2 separate regions of the Mus musculus genome follow, and region 2 is linked to region 1. The links are chromatin contacts, called in public promoter capture Hi-C maps. All regions are on one chromosome and are shown on one strand. The core of a region is the stretch at or near the end of the contact, and the rest is flanking DNA. Distances in the headings are between cores, read along the strand shown. Region 1 holds the start of Npat (nuclear protein in the AT region). Region 2 holds the start of Sin3a (transcriptional regulator, SIN3A (yeast)).

Region 1 (5,574 bases), core at 2,192-4,691:
TGATTACAATTGCATCCTGGTAAATGTTTATTATATCATTGTCTTCAATATAAAAGAAAATAAAACCAATGGCTCCCGATCTCTTAAGAATATGCCAGTATTAGTTCTTTTTGCCCTTAAACCAGTTCTTTATTTTCTAGGACTCTATTTTGGAAGCTAGACTTCAAGCAGGCAGTTACCCGGTTCACCTATCACGGCTTCCGGCTACGGTTCTAAAAGGGGAAGGGCTTGTATCAGACTGGAATTCAGAAGGAAGAAGCCTTATTCCCTGATTGTCTCACGAATCTTTGCTCTGACTACAGACAGTCCCTTAGGAGACAAGACTTCAGTTTCATCTTCCACATAGTTGTCTCTGGGATGCTGTATAACGCCCTGTCTCCAGGATTAGCATGGCTTCCTGCTGTGCTGAGTTCCTTCATCCCATAAGCTAAGAAGCTTTGGCACCACCTGTGTAACCAAGTCCTTCATTAAATCCTATCACATTAAACATAGGACTTAGTTTCTGTTTTCTGAATGGACACCAACTCATACAGAAACTAACCTAGTTATGAAATTGAAAAAAAATCTGAACCCTTCAATCGTAAAAGTGCTCCTTTTATACATAGAACTTAACATTTTTGAAGTTCCTAAGAACTCTGAAACTTGAATCCAAAAATTCTTGTTTGAATAGAGAATACTGATTAAGAAAGTTTCAGTTTAGTAAGAAGAAAGAAAATTTAGAGGTAGACAGTAGTAACTAATACTACAGAACCATAAACTTAAAAATAGCTGTAATTATCAATTTTGTTATGTGTACCTCACCAAGAAAATCTCTTATCCACCAACAAAGTTACTTTAATAGGACAGTGGCTACTGAAAGAACTTTCTGATATCACATTTAACTTGAACCTTTAATACAAGGAACACAGGGGGAAAGGAATATACTATTTCAAAAAATGTAAGTACTTTAGTATACTGTAGCCTAGCGCAAATATTGAAAAGATGAGGCTGGGTAGAAACCAGCTCCACAGAGCACTTCCTATGACATATTAGTAAAAGCCAAACTGATGACCTAGAGGCAGCAAGCAATGTATCTTGGTCTCTACAAGAGTTTGAAAAATTCCATCGAGGCAATAAATAGCTGGCTGAGTAGAGAACACTTAGGTGAATAATTCAGTGCAGTAAGCTGAAGAGTTAGAGGAACGTGAACTAGTAAAGCTACTAAGTAACAGGCGGTTTTACTAGTAATCTCCTGGGTGACACAGGGCACTGGACAATGTGAGAGGGAGTTGAGAAAAATGTTTTGGTATTAAAGGGTAAAAAAAATAAAGAAAGAAAGAAGTGAATGTTAAGTAAAATTACTTTTCCTCTTATGCTTAAAAATCTGGCAGTGTTTGGAACAAGACAACAGAACAACCAACAACAAAGACCATATGCAATCAAGAAAGAGGGGCTAAAGATGGTAAGGGGGTACCACAGAAGGACCCTGAGCAAGCAATAAACCTGTAGATAGAAGTGTGTGTGTGTGTGTGTGTGTGTGTGTGTGTGTGTGTAAAGATAGTACTAAATCACAGAACTGAAAATAGTGGGAGGCTTTTTTTGTATTCCAAGTTCAAAAGAGGTTCAATTTTTAGATGCTTCAGCAATATTTGCAACCCGAGTATACATGAATTGCAAGTAGAGTATGAGGAAAGGCATCACAATTCCAAAACAGAATGGGAGGCATGCTGGAATTCATGGCACTGAAAGCAGAATCTGAACAACAAAGATGATTTTAAGGATGAAAAGCAACAACTTGAGTTTCTAGGCATCAAGAGAATAAGTTACCTTGTTAGTGGGGCAGAAACATAATTATTCCAATTAGAAAGGCCCTGTCATTTCCTTAAGGTTTTCTTAACAAGGCAGGACTTTCTCTTCAGGGGATATGCTGACAGTATATAAAGCCCCTCCCCACCCCCTTTCTTACATGAAGGAATGACATCCTACTTGTATCTAATGAAATCAGGGTTGCTATTAAGCATCCCATAAAATCTGAGGAAAGAAAACATGGAAAAATCCTCATAAAAATTATCCACTTTTCAATGTTCATACTACCAAACTCCAAAAGCCACTTTTGAGGCTATGATCATGGAATTTTATATGGATCACAAGACTGCTAAAAGTCGCAGTTCTTACCTAAACAATACGTATAGGTGGGGAGAAAAAAAATCATGTGAGTCTACTTTTAACCAATTTTGTATGAGCCTAATTTTAAAATTACAAGAAAGCTAAGTTTAAAAATCACAGGTATAAATTTAACTATCCAAGTCTGATGAAGATGAAAACATTCAAAACACTAGTTTTTGTATTTAAGTTTCTCAAAAAATGGACAGTAGAATCGTACAGAGCCTCTTAAATAAGTCCTGCCTAATGTGCAATTTTTATTTTTTGGACAGGGCTGGGCACAAAGCAAATGTTCGTAACGGCTGTGGAAACTATGGAATGAGTCCTCATACTTCGACCACTTTCTTTTAGAGATGTCCCAAATAACGTTTCAAAGTCACTGTCCAGTTTTGAGCCTAAGAGGCTCTTGTTCCCTACAGAACAATCCCTTTTATTCTTTCACAGGACAAACAACGAAAACAGTCTTTTCCAGAGACAGTATCTCCCGACCAACCAGTGGTCTATGAACAAACCCTTTTCGAAAATGGAGGAAAACGAGGGCTAGAACGTGTGCAACCAGAAGTCAGTCGTCGTACCTCCTAAATATTTGCTCAAGAACACGACACGCTGCCGTTCTGAAATATGCAATTGGCGTTTCAAGCCACTATGGTGGGCCAGGGGTGTGGGGCCCTCCCTGTGTCCCAAATTCCCAGTGCTAAGGTCGGGTTATGGGTAAGGGCGTCGGAAAGTCTTTCCACAAGGCTGGGCGGCCGGGGAAGCGGGGGTCCCCCCGCCTTTTCCTTTATCAGTCCCGGCTCTTGACAAGGGAAAGGGTAGGGGACACGCAGCCTCGTCCATCACGCAGGCGACACTCCTTCAGGTGTCCCAGCGGGCCTGGCTGTGCCTCGGAATCCAGGCCCCAGGTGTTCCCCGCCGAGCTTCTTTCTCCCTTCGGCTGCCCCCATCGCGCAGCAGGAGGAGAAGGGACATCCCTACACCGAGGAGCTTCGACTGTCCCAAGGCGCCGAGGGACCGAGCCTCTCCGCTAGTCTGAACTTGGACGGGAGCAGACCACTCCTCAGAGCTTCCCCACCCCGAGCAGCCCTCCCCCTCAGCCCCTGGTCTTTCCGTCCCCTCAGCCCGGGTCCGATCACCCGCCCTCCCAGGCCGCCGCTTACCCAATACCAGCCTGGCTACATCCGAGGGTAACAGCATGATCCGAGCTGCACAGGGAGCGGCCTGAAGGGACGAGACTCAACTCAAAGCAAACACGGCGACAGCCCCGGCGCCGCCGCATCTCCCGGTTCCACTGGAGGTGCTGAACCCGCGGCAATTTGTCCCGCCTCTTTCGTGCCACACTAACCAATCGCTTCCGCGGGAGACAGAAAGGCGCCGAAATGAAACCCGCCTCCGTTCTCCTCGGAACCGTCGTCATTTCCGTCTGCGGAGGGTTGTGGCCAGAGAGGACCTGGTGGCCGGCTGTGGGAGCGTCGGCCCCTGGGCGGAGTTGCGGGAGCGAGGGCAATCGCCATTGGTGCGCACTGCGCAGGCGCGTTTCCTCAGGCCGGGAGACTGTTTTGAGGGGAGCGAGTGTTTTGAGTTGGAGAGCGCGTGATGCCTACGCGCAAGCGCAGTCGTGCGGCGGCGCATGCCGACTTCTTCCTTTGGGGCACCCGTGCCTTACCAACTTGCTGCTTTATAGAGCCGGAAGCGGGAAGGCGTGCGTACAGAACCAGCTGCTAGATCCGTGCACGCGGGAAAAGGCGAAGCGACCTGGGTTTGCATTGGCAGGCAGAATGCAGCGGTAGGAGCGAGGGACGAACGCTCGGGGACTTCTGTGAGGGGAAAATTCTCTTCTGAGCCCATCTTTCCTCAGCTTCCGAATGGCTCTTACCCCTTCTCTGCAGAACGGCCGTCATCTTCTCCCTCTTTCTGCAGACCCTAGATGGAGTGAGCCTAAATCTTCCCTTCTGCACGTCCCTCTTTCCTATCTGTCATCTTAAGGGTTCTGGTCGATCTAGATTTTTTAAATCTCATACTTTAGTCTCAGAGCGTTTATTTATATTTAAGCTACAGGTTTGCACATGTTCGTAGTTAAGAGCACTGGCCCTTGGAAATCACAGTCTCGTATTCTCATTGTCAGTTGTATTGCCTGTGTTGTCTGTAGTAGGTAAGTGGCAGCCACTCTGAGCCTTTGAAAATGTTTAACCTGCGCTCCTTCCCCGGTCCCACCCCCGCCACCTGGCACAGATAAGTAGACAGCTACTTTTTCAAAGCGACAATGTGATAGGAAAAACTGTGTTAGCCGAGGAAGGACTGGTTCTGTGGAAACTGAGCCTGAAAGAATCGACTTTGCTGCTAGATCTTGCCGGGTGTAAATTCTTCTGCAAGATGGTAGCGAAGCTTTCAGACAGAAGGAAGTGCATGGAAAGGCACAAAGTGTAACGAGCTCTTGTTATTGAGTGATACAGATTTTGCAAGTTTCCAGTGTATTGAAGCCAGAGGAAGGGATGAGAGCAAGAAGAGGAGGAAAAAAACAGTCATCAAATAGATTTATAAAGCGATCGTAAGAGAAGACAGTAACAGGATGACAGTTATACTGAATATTTGCTGTGTGTGTGTGTGTGTGTGAGAGAGAGAGAGAGAGAGAGAGAAAGAGAGAGAGAGAGAGAGAGAAAGAGTGAGATAGTAAGAGAGAGAAAGAGAAAGTAGGTGTGTGGTGGGGGAGAGGGAAACAGAAACGGAAACGAACTCCTTAAAGTAGATACTGGTATCATTTTCTCATCTAGCATCCAGAAAACAGGTGCCAGTTTAACCAACATGTTGCAGGTTGGATAACTGTTAATTGAATGGACCTGGATCCGAACAATACAGCCTGACCATAGAACCCACCCTTTTGCAACCCAGGCTAGCCCCTAACTCACAATTGTGCTGCCTGAGCCTCCCCTAGGCCTGCAATACCTGACTGAGCCCCAGTGCTTTTTACCACTAGCCAAGACTAACATGCCACAGGTGGGGTTATTTCTGGGAAGGGGAGATGTAATTATTGTCAAAATGCATCAACTTGACTGAACCCTCAAAAGGAAGATTTGATTTGTCTGTTCAGGGGCTGTTGCTTAGGAAGCTTTTTTAGTTGAATGTTGGGAGCTGAACTATGTTACTTGTTTTAATGTCTCAGCATTTGTTCACTTGATAGCTCTCTTCATCTAGTTGGATAGCTTTGGTTCTGCCACCCACCACTATTTGGTTGGTTGGTTTGTTTGTTTTTGAGTCAGGGTTTCTCTGTTGCCCTGGCTGTCCTGGAACTCTTTCTGTAGACCAGGCTAGCCTTGAATTCAACAGATCTACCTGCCTCTCTCTCTTTCCTTCCCTCCCCCTCCTCCCTCCCTCCCCTACTCCCTCTCCCTCCCTCCCTTCCTCTCCCTCTCCTCTCCCTCACTGCCCCCCCCTTTC
Region 2 (5,574 bases), core at 1,498-3,997, 3.5 Mb before region 1:
CAGTTTATTTTTCAAAGCTGTATTTCTGTTATTTTTCACTGTGTGTATGGATGTGGGGGTGTGCACCCGTGTCTGTGTCCTAGAGGCCGGAGGTGTCAGTACTTGGAGCCTGAGATACAGGTTGACATGGTTGCTGAAAACTGAACTCAGGTTTTCTTAGAGTAATACTCACTCTTCACCACTTAGTCTGCTTAGCCTCCTAAATGCTAGTATGCAAAAATAACAAACGTATACTGATGGATAGGAGAAAAAAAACAAGCAAAAACAAGGTTCTTGAAATTTCAAAGCCTAGGACTTGTGACTCCAGTACACAACCTATTATACACATTCTATAAACATAAGAATTATGCTCAGCAGTGGTGGCACATGCCTTTAATCCTAGTGTTTGGGGGGCAGAGGCAAGCAGGTCTCTTAGTCTGAGTCCAGCCTAGACTACAGGGTGAACTCTAGGACACCCAGGGCTAAACTTTGTTTCAAAAACAAGAAAAAAAAAAAAAGGTATGAATTAAGTCATCTGATTTTCCAAACTGTACTTCAATTGGTAAAATTAACTATGGGTTGGTCAAACTTTCCTCAAAGCCAAAGAATTCTCTTCTAGCGTTTTAAGTGTACTCCATCTGTAGTACATCCAAGTCCTTATCTTTTGGGCTCCACCTCCATTCTGTTACCATGGCTGGTGTCACTTCTTTAGCTGAAAAGTGAATATTTAACCTCTTCATTAAGTACAGCACAGGGCACAGTTTTCAGCCTCTACTGAACAAAGAACAAATCCAGAATTTAGCTTCAGAAATTACACATGACTATGAGATTAGAGAGATGGCTCAGTGCAGACTGCTCCTGTAAAAGGACCTAAGTTGGGTTCCATGTCAGGTGGCTCAGAACCACCTGTTATCTCCACCTACAGGAGATCTAACATCCTATTCTGCCCCCCCCCACACACACACACTTTAACATAAATCTTTTTTAAAAGTGGTTTACACATACTCAGATATCAATACATAAATTAAGAATTCGATGTTCACTTTTCATGAAGTTCTCGAGTAAGATCATCTAATATGGTTACATGTGCAGTAAACCAACAATGGCCAAAGTAACTCTCTAACACAGGCCGGTAAGCTATGCTACACATAGGTTTCATACAGTTCAACCTACTTAGTATCTAAAAAGAGCAACATGAAGCTTTAAGGACTAGAAGTTACATAAAACCAAAAGAGAACACAAAATTCTAAGTTACCTTTGTGAAACTAAGCTTATGTAACAAAACCTTCTGTAGGTGAAATCAGTCAAGAAATCAGAGTATTTTACTTAAAGAGAGTTAAATCTTTGACTTAAAAAAAAAAAATTTAGCCTTGGGGTATAGCCTAGCGGTGAAGCAATGCTTATGTGCCCTAAACTCACTCCATCACTTACAATCATAAATTCAATACTTTCTCTAGAAATAAAATCTCAGATTTGTTAGGAGCTCAAATGGTAAACTGAGTTTAAAGTCCTAAGCTACCAAAAATGGTAGCAATTTTTAGGTATCAACCCGTAAAGGCGCAGTAGCTGAACATCAAGGGAACTCCAGGGAAGGTTGGCGCCCTCCACAATTCCAGTCCCTGATCACTCTGCCCCTCCCCCACCGGCCACTGTCGGGGAAGCAAGGGCACAGCACCAGCCGCACCCCACCGCAGACACTCCAGAGAGGACGCTGAGTATCTCGTCCCAATAATTACAACGAAGAGGAGCAGCTGACCACGCTTCTACTCTCCCTAGCTGTTAAGGCGCCATCCATGGTGTGTGAAGCAAAGTAGAAGACTACAGCTACGGGCCACGATGCCCCAAGCAGAATGGATGAAGAAGCCACAGCATAAAGTCCGGACACCTCCACCGTTCCCAGTCTACAAGGGGCCCTCCCACCCACGGGGATGCTGGGAGGAGCAGACACGGAGCCCTGACCCCCTGCCAGACGCCACAGCGGGCTTTCCCCAGCTCCTCTTCACTGCTAAGGAGGCGGAAATCCCGGAGGGGGCGGGGCGGGAGGGGCGTGGCATCACAGCCCCGGACGCGCCTTCCGGCCAACCGGATCCCGCTAAGGCGGGGGAACACAGGCTTCACGCCCCCTCGCCACCGCGCCCTGAAAGCCACACGCCGGGACCCTCTTCCCGTCCCGCACGCCCCGCGGACCCAAAGCAGTTCAGCCAGTGGTCCCGCCCATAAGGGAGAAGGGGCGGGGTCACAGCCGCGGGCCTTTAGCGCGAGCCCGTCCCGCCCCTTTCTCCACCACCGCACGCGCGCCGGCCCCGCCTCTGATCGGCGGGACTAGGACCCGCCCCTCCGTGCGCACCGGGACTACGCTCTCCTCCCCCTCCCGCACTGAGTGCGGCTCCGCTCCGCCCCCCACAGCCACGCACGGGAAGCCGAGGTCAGCCCCCCCGAAAAACACACGCCCTCCAGTCCCGGGTTACCCGCCACCCAGCTGCTGGGCGGACCGCGGTGCGGCGTGCTCTCACCGCAAAAGCTCCAGCCACTCAGCCTGTGCGTCGCTCCCGGCGTGAGCCTCGCACCCAGCACGGAGGCCCCGGAACGGCGCGGGCACAGGCCCGCAAGAGCGGACTGGCAACCTCCTTTGCGCCCACGAAGCGGTCACAGGCCTGGGTGCCCAGACTGGGAAGGAGGGAGGGAGGGAGGGAAACTCTAAGGGGGGAAGGGGAGGGGGGAAGATGGAGAAACCGTCTCTGCCGCCTCTACCGCCGCGGCCGCTTCTCTGTTACCCGGGAAATCCCGCCCACTCTCCCGGCCCGCCCCGCCGAGGGAAGGCTTAACCTCGCTCCGCCACGGGATATATTACCCATCCGTCAATGGTTTAGCCAATCACTATGCCGCAAAGACCTACTCCCGCCCTCTTCCCTCGCTGGGAGGGGAGAGCGAGCCGCTCACCTTCTCCACGCCCCTATTGGCGGGGAGAGTCCCTAACTCAACCCCGCCTATTGGAGACTGATTGCCGAATCCCTCCTCCGGGCTCTAATACTATTGGAGGAAGAGGAGTACCTCTTCACATCTCATTGGAGAGTCTCACATATCCCTCCCCATACCGCCCCAGCCACAGGCCTAACAAATCGGCTCCCGCCTCCGCCGGTCCCTGCATTGGAAGACTACCTTTGCTTCTCTCATAGCCCCAGGAAGGTAAGTAACCAATGTGGGGTAAAAATGTCCTTAAGTGAGGCCGACTCCACCCACTACACGGCTGGGCCAGGCCCCGCCCCCAATGATCTGATTGGACTATCTTGGCGCCGGTAGGAGCCGCCATTGGACACGGCGCCGGTCCAGGAAGGAGACCATTCCGCCCTGCGCGAGGATGCTGAACCTTAGCAGTCCTTTTGTGGAATGTTTACACTGGAGACTGAACCTCAGCGTTCCAAGGCCGGGATCGGAGATGGCGGGGAGCTCAGCGGCCGAAACCCGAGGCTTTGAGATTTGAAAAGGAAAAGGCAGTAGTATTACCCGCCGTGGAGAATTAACCAAAACAATGACAGAAAGCCTTGTCCTTCCTACCCACTTATTTTTACACTTTCACGGTCTTCTAAACACAGCCATCTGGAGCACTCAGCAGCTACTTTCAGCAAGCCGACTCCAAAATTAAGGTCTGGAGCTCTAATCTGATCCAAAAGCCCAGATATTACTAGCTGGTCACTAGGGCTGACTGAATACTGTGACACTGGGACAACCAGAATCTGCAGCCCTCAGGGGGCGGAGATAACCCAGCGGAGGCCTTTAAATGTCACCGCCTGGGCAAGCCTCCGGAAGGCGGAGCATGAAGGGAAAATGTATACTCTATTGGTCGGGTAGATCCAGGGACATTTTAAACTGGAGGAAGAGAGGCTGAAAACCTCACACAGACCACTGCATAAATAAACCTTGAGTGTGCACTTACGTTCACAGAAGGAGTAAAAATTCCAGATTGTGTGAAGGATATGGTCTTAAGAATGACTGTTCAAGGGGAAGGGCTGTAATCGCAACCATTCGCGAAAGGGCAGGAATAGTCTGAATTTAGGAACCCTAAGGCCAGCCCTTCAAAAAAAAGGGGGGTGGGCATTCCTCCTTAGCAGAGTGAGTTAATGGCGGTCTCTAAGCCTTCTGGGTAAGTAACAATGCCTGAACACAAAAAGTGCTTTGAAATACCTAGTTCTTGGGCTGGTGAGATGGCTCAGCGGCTAAGAACGCCGTCTGCTCTTCCAAAGGTCCTGAGTTCAAATCCCAGCAACCACATGGTGGCTCACAACCATCCGTAATGGAATCTGATGCTCTCTTCTGGAGTGTCTGAAGACAACTACAGTGTACTTACATATAATACATTAATTAATTAATAATAATAATAATAATAAAGACCTAGTTCTTTTATTTATTCACTAGTAAGGCGTGGGCCCGATGCCGACCTTGCTTTGGGGAGGCTTTCGCTGTGCCATGAGAGGTTAGGTGGGATTAGTCTTACCGCATTCTAGAGCAAAAGGGGGAGAGGGAACCTCCCTAGAGTCGAGTGTCCCCAGGAGATACGACACCGGGGAACCGTTTCGTAAATCCAATACTGTCCTCCTGTAAATCCTGCGGAGACTGCCATAAACAAGTGTTGGCAACAGGTGGGTCTAACTCCTAGGATGGCTTCACGGCGTGAGGCCATAGTAAAGAGTTGTGAACTCCAAGAGTGGCCGACAGGTGGGAGCAGCCACACCGGTAGCCAAGCCAAGCCCTGTTCCAGGACAGTGCTCTAAAATAAGAAAAACTAGCCAAACCGTTCCAGGCTGAAGTAGCACTCCAAAACTGACAGATGCCTATCCTTAACTGAACTGCCTTACCCACCAGGCTGGGTACCTACCATACAATGTACAGCACTCCCACCACGGTATCAACAAACACCCCCGAATCCTTGCTAGAAATGAGCCTCACGGACTTCCCTTGACTGCAGCGACCGAGGTATCGTAGATCTTGCCAAAGGTTCCATTACTAGGTTGTCATAATCTTAGATTCCGCCGACTAAGGATCAAGATTGCCTTGCACAAGGAATTAAGGATGCGGCCAATGTCCAAGCTTTCTGAAACTTAAATTTAAGGAAGTCAAGGGGCACGGAGAAAAACAGCAAAAGTTGATCGGGCTGGAGGGTAGAACTCATTCCCTCCCCTCCGTGCAGCAGCCCTGGAGCGATGCTTTCTGGAGTAACAGCGCAATTGTCGGGCTTCACCTCGAAGGCTAGCCGATCCCTAGACTCGGAAGAATCTTTGTGTGCCTCCAAGGCTTTCCCCGCCCCCCTAACTAAGGGCGCGGAGCCTGAGACTTCCGGGCGGGAGGGAAGTTGCAGGGAGCTAAAAGGGCCTCAACCATGTGCTGAGCGCGCTCACGAGAAAGGGGGGGCAGGGAGGAGAACGTCTCCTCCTAGCTTACCCCAGAAGGGGAAGGCCTATCCAATTCGCCAATCAGAAACAGGGACGGGGGCTTGTACCTCACGTAAGCCCCAGGAATCCTCCCTCCGCCCTTCGAAGAAAAAAAATTTTAGCAACTTAAACTCCAGTCCAACCTCCCGATAGGCGGAGCTCTAGAGAA

What was found. Promoter capture Hi-C pulls out the DNA fragments that hold promoters and counts their contacts.
Region 2: a contact with region 1 is called in a promoter capture Hi-C map of pre-B cells, with 10 times the contacts expected there. The contact joins the promoter of Sin3a here to the promoter of Npat in region 1. A contact is called at or near these places in 2 of 39 promoter capture datasets (cranial neural crest and pre-B cells).

What each region holds. Positions count from the first base shown.
Region 1 is chr9:53,534,914-53,540,487 of GRCm38.p6, reverse strand. Npat (nuclear protein in the AT region) reads right to left here and starts at 3,441. Exons shown (of 18, transcript NM_001081152.1): 1 at 3,300-3,441. The coding sequence starts at 3,336. Atm (ataxia telangiectasia mutated) reads left to right here and starts at 3,817. Exons shown (of 63, transcript NM_007499.3): 1 at 3,817-3,925.
Region 2 is chr9:57,073,549-57,079,122 of GRCm38.p6, reverse strand. It overlaps Sin3a (transcriptional regulator, SIN3A (yeast)), which reads right to left and starts at 2,747. Exons shown (of 22, transcript NM_011378.2): 1 at 2,493-2,747. It overlaps 2700012I20Rik (RIKEN cDNA 2700012I20 gene), which reads left to right and starts at 3,074. Exons shown (of 2, transcript NR_152107.1): 1 at 3,074-3,165; 2 at 3,280-3,920.